2 separate regions of the Xenopus laevis genome follow, and region 2 is linked to region 1. Evidence: chromatin contacts called from public Hi-C data. All regions are on one chromosome and are shown on one strand. Each heading gives the region's core, a stretch centred on a gene start, on an enhancer-like site or on the middle of the called end of the contact. The rest is flanking DNA. Distances are from core to core; before and after follow the strand shown. Region 1 has its middle 13 kb from the start of LOC108700575. Region 2 holds the start of LOC121397788.

Evidence for each region. A called contact is a pair of places that touch in the nucleus more often than the background predicts.
Region 2: a contact with region 1 is called in a Hi-C map of the XL177 cell line, with 3 times the contacts expected there. The contact joins the promoter of LOC121397788 here to the enhancer-like site in region 1. A contact is called at or near these places in 2 of 4 Hi-C or Micro-C datasets (the XL177 cell line and the XTC cell line).

The regions. Positions count from the first base shown.
Region 1 is chr8S:84,321,706-84,326,880 of Xenopus_laevis_v10.1, forward strand. No RefSeq gene overlaps it. Among protein-coding and RNA genes, the nearest start is that of LOC108700575, 13 kb to the left of the region's middle. Within about 2 kb of position 2,451, at least 1 of the 7 cell types and tissues checked has an H3K27ac peak or open chromatin away from gene starts, as enhancers often do.
Region 2 is chr8S:84,382,265-84,387,439 of Xenopus_laevis_v10.1, forward strand. It overlaps LOC121397788, which reads right to left and starts at 2,154. Exons shown (of 7, transcript XM_041575303.1): 1 at 2,054-2,154; 2 at 1,254-1,735. The coding sequence starts at 1,479.

The sequences.
Region 1 (5,175 bases), core at 1,201-3,700:
GTTCAAAATGGACTAGCACTCCATCATTACTTGAAACACACAATTTATTCAATCACCTGTGCATCCAACGTTTCGGCCCCCTATATATAGAGTTATACTGGTTATAGAAATGCGTTTATGACATACAGCATATTTATTAAAAGTCAAAGCAGTTATCAGCAGCACACCGTAGATTTGCACAGACATGGAATTTATTGTATCAAAACATTTCAAACAGGGCAATGTTTCGGGCCACCCGGGCCCTTTATACAGCATATTTTATTAAAAGGACAGGATATGCACACAACATAGCCTTATGTTACAGAAGGCTACAAAGTACATTTGTAAAACATTTGAACTTGAAATATTTGCAGCATTTGTTTTAATTAGCCACTAGATGGTGCCATGGTTCAGGCCTTCTGGCTACTTAAAAGACAAAAAAAAAGTTGCGTATGTAAAAAATTGTCACGTGTTCAAAACAATTTGTCACCTATTGAATTCAATGCATTTTGCAAATTTTACTAAAAAGTAGGACATATATATATATATATTGTTATAGTTATACAGGAGCAGTGACCAGCTCCATGTTGTAGTCAAATCAGTAACGGTGCCACACTTACACTGAATCGCCTTTTGAAGCGTCGGGTGCACAGCTGTGTTCCTCTCTGCCAAGGAATATATCCACAGTAAAGCAATAAATCCAGAAGCACTCCGATATGTGAATCAATAATTTATTCATGCAATTAGCAGAGCGACGTTTCGGGCTATTCCAGCCCTTTATCAGCTCCATGTTGTAGCTCCCACCCTTCCCAGCTATAGTCAGGTGATCCCACTGGTGTCTAATAAAAGGGCAGCCAAGTATGGAGGTTTACTTTGAAAGCAGCGAGTAGGTTGCAGGTAAAACTTAGTCCCTTTGTAAAATGTATAATGAAGCAATAGAATTCTTGATGAATCAGATGAAAATTGAGCATAGGACTGGCCAGATATGGGATGACTTTGACGTAGTTGGCCAGCTTAAATATATTGCAATATATGGACAAACAATCCCTGTTTTGTTTAAAGGGTAAGGCATTTTTCAGTAGCAGTATGCACAAAATGTCTCTGTCTTAAATATATTGATAATGGGTTGAGTGCAGAGGACTCTTATATATGTCTATATATATATGTATATATATATATATATATATATATATATATATATATATATATATACATAAATACTGAATCATCCATGAAGGATTTAAAAAAACAGAAACACCAAAAAATTTAAATGTATTAAAGTAATGAAGATATAATATACAGTTTGTACTGCAAGTGTATTTGCTTCAGAAACTCTATAATAGTTTATGTAAACAGCCGGTTGTGTGTTGCTGGCATGTGGTAATTGGAGTTTGTTGGTGTTGTTTCATTTTTCTCCACTTGTTGAGGAGTCTGAATGGTAAAAACTTGAAAAATTCCATAAAATCCGATTTTTTTGTGAAAAAAGAAACAAAAACTTTTCGAGATTTATTATACCCCGAGGCTGCAAAAAGTTCAAATTCGAAAATACTCAGTCTTCAACCTGTTGAGGCCCTGTAGAAGTCAATGGGCAATGGCAGAGGTCCTATTTGCAATTTGAAGATATTATTGTCTGCGCTGGGTTTCGTATGATAATCAGAACATTTCGGGCCTTTCCACCGATTTCACCAAAAATTCTGACTTTTTCGACAGCAAACCCCAAAAATTCAGATGTTTCGCGCAACAATCAAAAAAAATTGCAGTTTTTGTGATAAAAAAAGGGTAAATCGTGGATTCTTAAATGGTCAGACGTTTTTTATTGAAAAAATCAGAAACATTCGAATTTATATAATACAGGTTTAGACAAGGTTTAAATAAGACAGGTTCCTCCAAGCACAACAATGTTCTATTCATTTGCACCTGATCTGCTTCACCAGATTCTAATTTTAGGTCAGTATTTGAGCAAGTGATAAATGTAGCAGTGCACTTATTTTCCACATGTGAATGCCACATTTACGTTTATTTAAATATAACACCTGTGGTTTTGTGAACAATCGGTTATGTCCCTTTTTTTTTCTTCGAATATATTAGGAGAAAACAAAACCCCTCATCTGATAAAAAAAAAAAAACTTGGCTGCCACTGTACTTGACTAAAAAGATTGTAGATTAGAGTTAATCGTTGAAACTGTATATATTTATCACATATCCATGGAAGTTCCAAGCTACATACATTCCAAAAATATAATAGTAGGTTGGTTAATCTCCTACTACCTATCTGCTACCTATCTGCTGAGTTAAAGGGAATACTGTATAAAGTTACTCACAGGGATCAGGTTTACAGGCACTCTCTATCTTTCTTTTTTAAGGGCAAGGATGCATGGAGCATAGGCTCTGCTGCTCTCGGCTTGCATGTTTTTTGCAGGCTGAGAGAAGTAGTGGATACGCTGTGTGCCCCCAGCTGCATTCATCTGAACTGTTTCCATTTGTGTGCAGTCACATGCAGCAGAGCTCGGCCCGGAAATATCTAGTTTATGGGTTGATCTCTGTACTGCTCTGTGTGACTGCATGCTAGCAGATCTTATTAAAATGAATCGAGTTGAGGCACAGAGCGCATCCCATCTCTCAGCCTGAAAAAAATACTCAGTCTGAGAGCAGAGGAGCCTAAGATCTATATGCCTTTGCCCCAAGTTTTATGGCACCCAAGGTGTATTCTTGTGAATGTAGAAGCACCTGTGGCTAGGAAACAAGGAACACCACTGATACTGAGCATTTTCTGGCTGAAAAGCAACAGTGCCAGAGCTGTCAGACATTTATTTTTGAGTTCTTTGCTGGCGAAAGTAACCAATATGACCAGTGTGCCAAAGCCCTTAGGACTGGTCCAGATGAGAGCTTTAACCTGCACTCCCCTGCATTTCCTTTTAAAGCACTCAGCTACAAAAGAGCAGGAAGGAACGCAGTCAACCATTCCTTAATGGGCACGTACTGACACAGGCACATGTAATTGCCGAATTGCGTTCCACCTGCATTTGGCGCATTCATGTGCCTGTGTCAGTACGTGCCCCTTTAAAAGGGACCTGTCACCCAAAAGAAATATTCCAAATCCTATTTTATCACGTTAGTCAAGCAAAATGAACTTTAATTACACTATATAAATTATTTGAATATTGTTTTATTTTCAGTCTGGGAATTCATAATTATAGCAAGCAGGCAGGAGCATTTTTGTGGACACTGTTATTAAGACAAGTCTTCCATCATCTCAAAATATAGTTTGTGCACCAGAATGGGGGAGCTGATGGCCATCCCCATACACTGGTTACACAATTAAATGGAGAAGAGAGAGGGGAAGAATATGGGGAGTGCGGTAACATCTAGCTGAATGGAAAGTGAAAGTAATTGCTTGCCCCGCCCCTATCCCTAAGGCATAGAGGATGGGCAGGCAATATCTGATTTAAAGCTGAGAATTTTAAATGAATTTGCAACAGCTATGAATACTTTAATAAAAAAAAAGAATTTGGATTTCATATTTAATTTGAAAAGGACTTTTATAATACAGCTTTTTATGTCTGGGTAACAGGTCCCCTTTAAATTAATCATCTGCATTCCTTCCTGCGCTTCTTTGTGGCGCAGGTTAAAATGGCCAATCACAGCACTTATTTGGCACCCCAAGAACATTTTTTCATGCTTGTGTTGCTCCCCAACTCCTTTTACTTGTGAATGTTGCTCACGGGTTCAAAAGATTGGGGATTCCTGAACTAAATAGCCCCTACTGAGTCGACTATGGTAAAGTCCATGATACATGATGATTAACATGCTATAACCAAATAAGAGCATGCCCCTTAGTGCTCATTGAGGCAGCTCTGGCCCCATCAGTCTGTCTTCATTCTGCACCGCGTCATACATAAACAAAGTCCAGGTCAAGGTGCACAGGTGGTGCAAGTCTGCCCTATTCTTACTGCCAAAAACATGGCACCATTATGGCTTGCATTGTCTGCTGCACCCTAACTTATGCATTTAAATGAAAAGCAGGTGGGAGGGTGGATGGTGCCTACATGCTTCCCCCCTCCATCCTTATGGATACTGTGCTCCCAAACAGAGCACAGACACCTATAGCAATTTAGGGACTAAAGAAAGTCCTATTGCTGGCACATTGTTTTCTGAAACGTAAATGACTTTATGACTATGTCTGCTGATAGCATTCTTACTTCCCTAACAGCACATATACCTGATCCTACCCTGTGAATGCATTGCCTCATCCATGTTTTGGAATCTAGTATTTTCTTTTGCAGGATATAAAAGAGCTTCACCAATGTATGGCAAGTCACTCAAATTCATAGTGGACTATTGTTTTGAAGAGGTAAAGGGCATAGAGATTTTGATATTCAGTGTAAAGTATTGTTTTTTTATAGATTCACATGAAAATGAAGCATTATTCTCTGGATGGTCAGCCTTGTTTTTCTTCATCGGTCCCAAAGGACAAGGAAAGTTAAACTAAAGAAGTAGCTAGAAATGTTGTACATTATGTTTTGGGTTTCTGTACCAACCCAAGTCAACCACAGCCCTTTAGCAGTAAAGATCTGTGTCTCCAAAGATGCCCCAGTAGCTCCCCATCTTCTTTTCTGCTGATCCACTGCACATGCTCTGTGCTGCTGTCACTTACTGAGCTTAGGGACCCACTCACAATATACAGTACACATAGAATAGAAATGTCACTGTATTAGGCTGATTATTAATTAATTAATACAGATAATTACTACATGGCAGCACAGAAACCAGTACAACTAGCATAAGAATTTAATAATCAGCCTTGTAGCCTCAGCTTACAGACAAACATCATTTTCTGCATGATAACTTGAGACGACCCCTAAGCTTAGCTTCTCAACTGCTGCTCAGAGCCCACTGAGCATGTGAGTGTCACAGACATTTTCCAAGATGGTGACCCCCTGTGACAAGTTTGAAGTCCTGGATCATTGCTGCTATTGACAAGCTGAAACTTTAGTTTAGTTTAGTATATAAAACATGGCAGTTTTAGCAATATTTATTCTTTAGGATTTAGTTCTCCTTGAAAGTATAAGAGAATACAAGGCTAATACGCCATCTCCCATTCCTCCCCTTTCCTTGCCCCACACTCCTGTGCTTTCTCCCATCATCTCACACCCACATACAAACACTGACATTTTCTTTCTCATTCCTTCAGCCTCC
Region 2 (5,175 bases), core at 904-3,403, 60 kb after region 1:
ACACATGCTCTTTAACTATGTAACTGTTTAAATATGTTTTATTTTTTATCTCTTATCGTTCTACAGTTATAAATTACTTCTTAGTGTGCTTACACAGCCTAATAATTTAATCTATTGCAAACAACTCAGCCATGCCTGTTTGTCTGTATTGCATTGCAGACTCCTGATTCCTGGCCTCCTGAACACTAATGGCATACAGGTAATTTTCACTGGCGGAAAGTGATCTGCTCTGACCCACACCTTGTAATGCATGTGTGTGCACTGGATCAACCTGTCAGCGCACACAGATCCGAATTCAGTGTGAAAACGTGTACCTTAACGTTTCTGTGCCCATTGTTCTGTTGTTAGGCTGCTGGGGGGGGTAGGGTTGATATCATTCCAATTTACAGTACAGCAGTAAAGAGTGACTGAATTTTATCAGAGCACATGACTGGGGGCAGCTGAGAAACTGACAATATGTCTAGCCCTATGTCAGATTTCAAAATTAAATATAAAAAAAATCTGTTTGCTCTTTTGAGAAACAGATTTCAGTTCAGAATTCTGTTGGATTATTAACTGATGTGTTTTGAAAAAAAAACATGTTTTCCCATGACAGTATCCCTTTAAGTGTGTAACTGTATAGTCAGTACTCCTGTAGTCCCACAATGAACATAGGCAGGATGGCCATGTTTCTGTTAAATCCCTATTTTTATGCAAAGCAGTGTGATGCACAGGGCAGCTTTGTGCACTGCAGAAATCTAAATATAGCTGATAGCAATCTTGGGATTAAGAGATTGAAGAAGTAGGTCTGTTACAGGGTTACTCTCAGCAGTTTATGAAATCAACGGCAGCTTATTAAAAATTGGTGTGAAACTAGCCTGGATGTAGCATAATAAACAATCGTCAACATAGAACATACTGTATTTCACACATAAACATGCACACTTTTATTAATGTATCTGCATAACAAACATACACTTATGAAAATGGGAATATGACATTTTTGACAGATAAACACAAGTGTATTTACTGTATATGTATCCATGATGCAAACATGCACACACTCAGATGAACACACAAAAAAAATACAACGAAGGTGCACATGAAATGTCAAGAGACTTTTGTGTATGACAAACATTTTATACACATTTATGGGCACAAAAGATAACATCAGAAGGAATCCATAACATGGATTGTGTTAAGGATATAAGTATAAAACGGACTCTACGTGCACAGATATAAGTCCGTAATTATAAATGTGTGTTTGCTCTTACCTTCACAGCATCCCTGTAGCCCACCCTTGCACCAACACATCTCCATTTCTTTCCCTCTGCCCCATATCCCCTGATATTCGCCCCATAGTTCTGGGGACTCGTCCTCTTTATTATTCTTGGTTTGTATTTCCACCGCTCTCCCTGGATCCCTTGACAGGGAGATCTCCAAATTAGTGGCAGTCTCCATATCTACTCTGGATTCTGGAGAAGGTGTCTGAGCCTTCATGGGAAATTCGTTGTAGCTTTTGGAAGGGTCTCTACTGACCCTAGTAAGGTCCACATTCGTCCAAGTTTAGCTTATATTTATCGCAGTAAGCACTAGAGCTCAAACCGCATTCAGCATGCTTCCCCCACCGCCACCATTCTTTGTGCTATCCCCCATCAATCTGTTAGAGGCTCTTGCTGCTCTGAGATTTTTCTCGCTCTCTCCCTCTGAGGATAAAAGATGTTTTCTTCTGTTCTTGTACAACCAGCACTGCCACCTAGCAACTCAGAAAATTAACATCATTATCTCCCAAGCAGCAGGAAATACATCATACTGTGTTACGGTATATTTGTTTGTGTATGTAAATATAACCAACCCTCCAATCAGCTCCTCAAATTCATATACTCCAAATTAAGTAGGCTAAAGATAAAAACAGAAGCAGGGTTTGTTTGTACATAAAAAAACGTCCCTCTTTAATAAGATTAAGATTTAATAAGGTATTTTCAAATATGTGGCAATACAAGGTGAATTATAAGAGAAATATCCAACCAAACACGGAGCAAACAAGGGAGGAAAATGGTTAATAAAATATCACCTTTAATAGTCCATCTTTAAAAATCCTTGTCAAATTCAAAATATCCCATCGTTGTGGATCACACACTCGACGCGTTTCGTGGCTTCTCCCCACTTCCTCAGAAGCGATCACATGATCCCACCGTTGCAAAAAGAGTTAAATACCCTATTTAATTTTGTGTGGCCACTCACAGTAACCACACACAGATTAATTTATTATTTTATCTTGTGATCAATATCCACAGTACATCTAAAGATAGTGTAGTGGACAAGAGTTTTAACTGTGTATGCAGAGCTGTCAGTGTTGACAGTAGCAGCTCATAGGCAACTCCATGCTCTAAACCAGAAAATTTGCCTCTGAGGCAGCAGACCCAATGCCAATTACCCCATCTGAAGGGTCTATGGATATAATTGAATTTTCAGCCTCCAGTACCTTCTCACAGGAGGACCCTCGTACATAACCGCTATCCATTGCAGGCCCCTTAGGTAACTTGCATTGTAGGCACTATTCCTGTGGTAACTGGTCTCTTCGGTCAGGCATATTGCTTTAAAGGAAATCTATACCTCCAAAATGAATACTTAAACAACAAATAGTTTATATCAAATTAAGTGGCATGTTAAAGAATCTTACCAAACTGGAATATATATTTAAGTAAATATTGTCCTTTTACATCTCTTGCCTTGAACCACCATTTCGTGATGGTCTGTGTGTTGCCCCAGAGATCACCTGACCAGAAATACTGCAACTGTAAAAGGAAGAAGTGTGGAAGCAAAAGACTATTTTTATCCTCTCTTCACTCAACCTCTATTCTCCTAGTCTCTTTTTTTTACATGCTATGATCTATTATTCCATCTATTAAGCCTTTTTTTCTCATAGAAATAAAAAATGACCATGAAATAGTCCAAATGTTTAGCAGCATGAGGGCCCACACTGACACCTGGGCCCACCGGGAGTTTTCCTGGTCTCCCTGTGGGCCAGTCCGACACTTTTTAATTGGCTTATGCGACCTAACATGTTTGGTTTGTTTGTGTGCACCGTGATCGTAGGATCTCAGGGGGCGGCCCTTATTTTTTAAAATGGCAATTTTCTATTTATGATTACCCAATGGCACTTACTACTAAAAAAGTATATTATAATGAAAATGGTTTATTTACATGAAGCAGGGTTTTACATATGAACTGTTTTATGCAATTTTTCTTTTTATAGAGACTTACATTGTTTGGGGGGTATAGTTTTTCTTTAAACACACCACCAGGGCCCATTTTCTTCCCTGTACCTCTGTTTTAACTGGTGGTGTACTTTTCTTGCTATCCCCACTCACTTCTTTTTTTAGGCTACAACTTCTTGCTAGTATAACATGTTTTAATCAAAATGGTCTGAGTTCTGTCTGAATGTGATGCATGAGGCGCCTTCCTTGTTTCCTCCGAGATCTCTTACCAGCTTTTTCCCTACTTTTATACCTTTTTAATCCAGAGCTTTCTAAGGTGATTTTCCTGCTTGTATGCTCCCTCTAATAGCCACTACCAGTAATCATGCCTCTTATTTTTAATTTCTACTACCATCTCCTGGTGAACAGTGTACATTACAGCACAGTTACATTTTAACCCCTTTTCACTCTTAGGAGTAGTGCACAGTAGTCTGAAATAAGAGTTCCACTTCTCTGGTTTCTTCTCACACTTCGAAAATAAAGGTTAACTGGCTTTTGATTAAACTAACCCTAGTCTGTAAGAATATGTAACGAAAATTTAGACTGTACACTGCATTGATGCAGGGATTAAATAAGGAACAATAGTAAAAACACTTCATAACTATGTCAGTGCCATCCATGTAAGTAATAGAAACTAAACAGTATATGTATGTATTCTGTATGCCTGAGGTTTATAGCCTCATTTCTTATCCAAAGCTGTTTTATCTCGAGCAAATGCAAGACAGAGGCTCGGCTATTCTCACATAGGGAATAAAATACTTATATTGGATTGTGGGCATTAACACCAAGACTTGTCGTCACGTAATTTATTACAGCTGCTTCATGCATGTTGCCAGTGCCTTAAATTGCATCTTCCATTCACTGCACACACGAGTGGCAGTACTACCAGTGCATCAGGGGATGCCACTCAGGGCTGGGACAACACAGTGGAATAAATGCCAAGTGTGAAACTTGCCCAAAGGATCAGTAACATTTCACCAAAAAATTTAAGTTTTGTACGCCTGGAAATATAATAGAGCCGTAAACATTGCATGTTTGCTTCAGAAAAATGACTACTGTTTATACAGTGCTACTGACTATAAGGTTGAAGGCTGAGGAGAGGATATAACCTGGCAGGTATAGAGTGTACAGCAGCGATAAACAGGGCTGGATTTGTGGAAAGGCCACCAAGACCCCTTCCTGGGATTTTAGGGGGCATACTGCCCAACCACACCCACATTGGTTGAGAAACACTGATACACTGGGATGCACAGGAGATATGTTTTTTACATCTCCTGTGCGGCAATCCCCTTTGCTCTGGTCCCGATGATGAAAATTTGAGCAAATAAAAGGGAAACTGGGGTGAATGAACAGCAGCAGGCCTAGGGGTGCCCTCTATGTAAATCCAGCCCTAATGGAGGAGACTGGGTGCATTTGCTCACTAGTTTATAAACACAAGGGGGCAGCCACTTTGAACGTATTAGCGTCTGATGTCAGGCACTGCCTTCGCTTTTCTTTCTCTTTGACAGGTGGGAAGATTGATGTGCAGCAGCTGTGCCTGGTCTCTGTGACACATTTGCTATTTTTTCACTTGGCAGATGCCGCAGTGAAGGAACGTTGGGACTGGGTGGTTCTCCTCTTCTCTTCTCTTTCCTAATATGTACATCTGTTTCTCTTCCAGCCTGCCTATTCTCCATGAGTGAAGGGAATTCCAGCCAATTCCTGACAGCGATGCAGTAGGACGGACATGTCCTGTGTGCCATGGAGCACCCTGAGTAGTTGCAATATCATGGCAGCCTCCTCTTTCTTTAGCTGCTGCGCTTGAATGATGAGGGCTTCTACTGCTTGTGTTGTCGGCTTTGAGAAGGCACTAGCACGCTCTCAGCAGAATTCCCATTACCTCTCATAGATCAAATGATCTACAATTTGACTATGGGCCGGGTTGAGGCAAGTATTA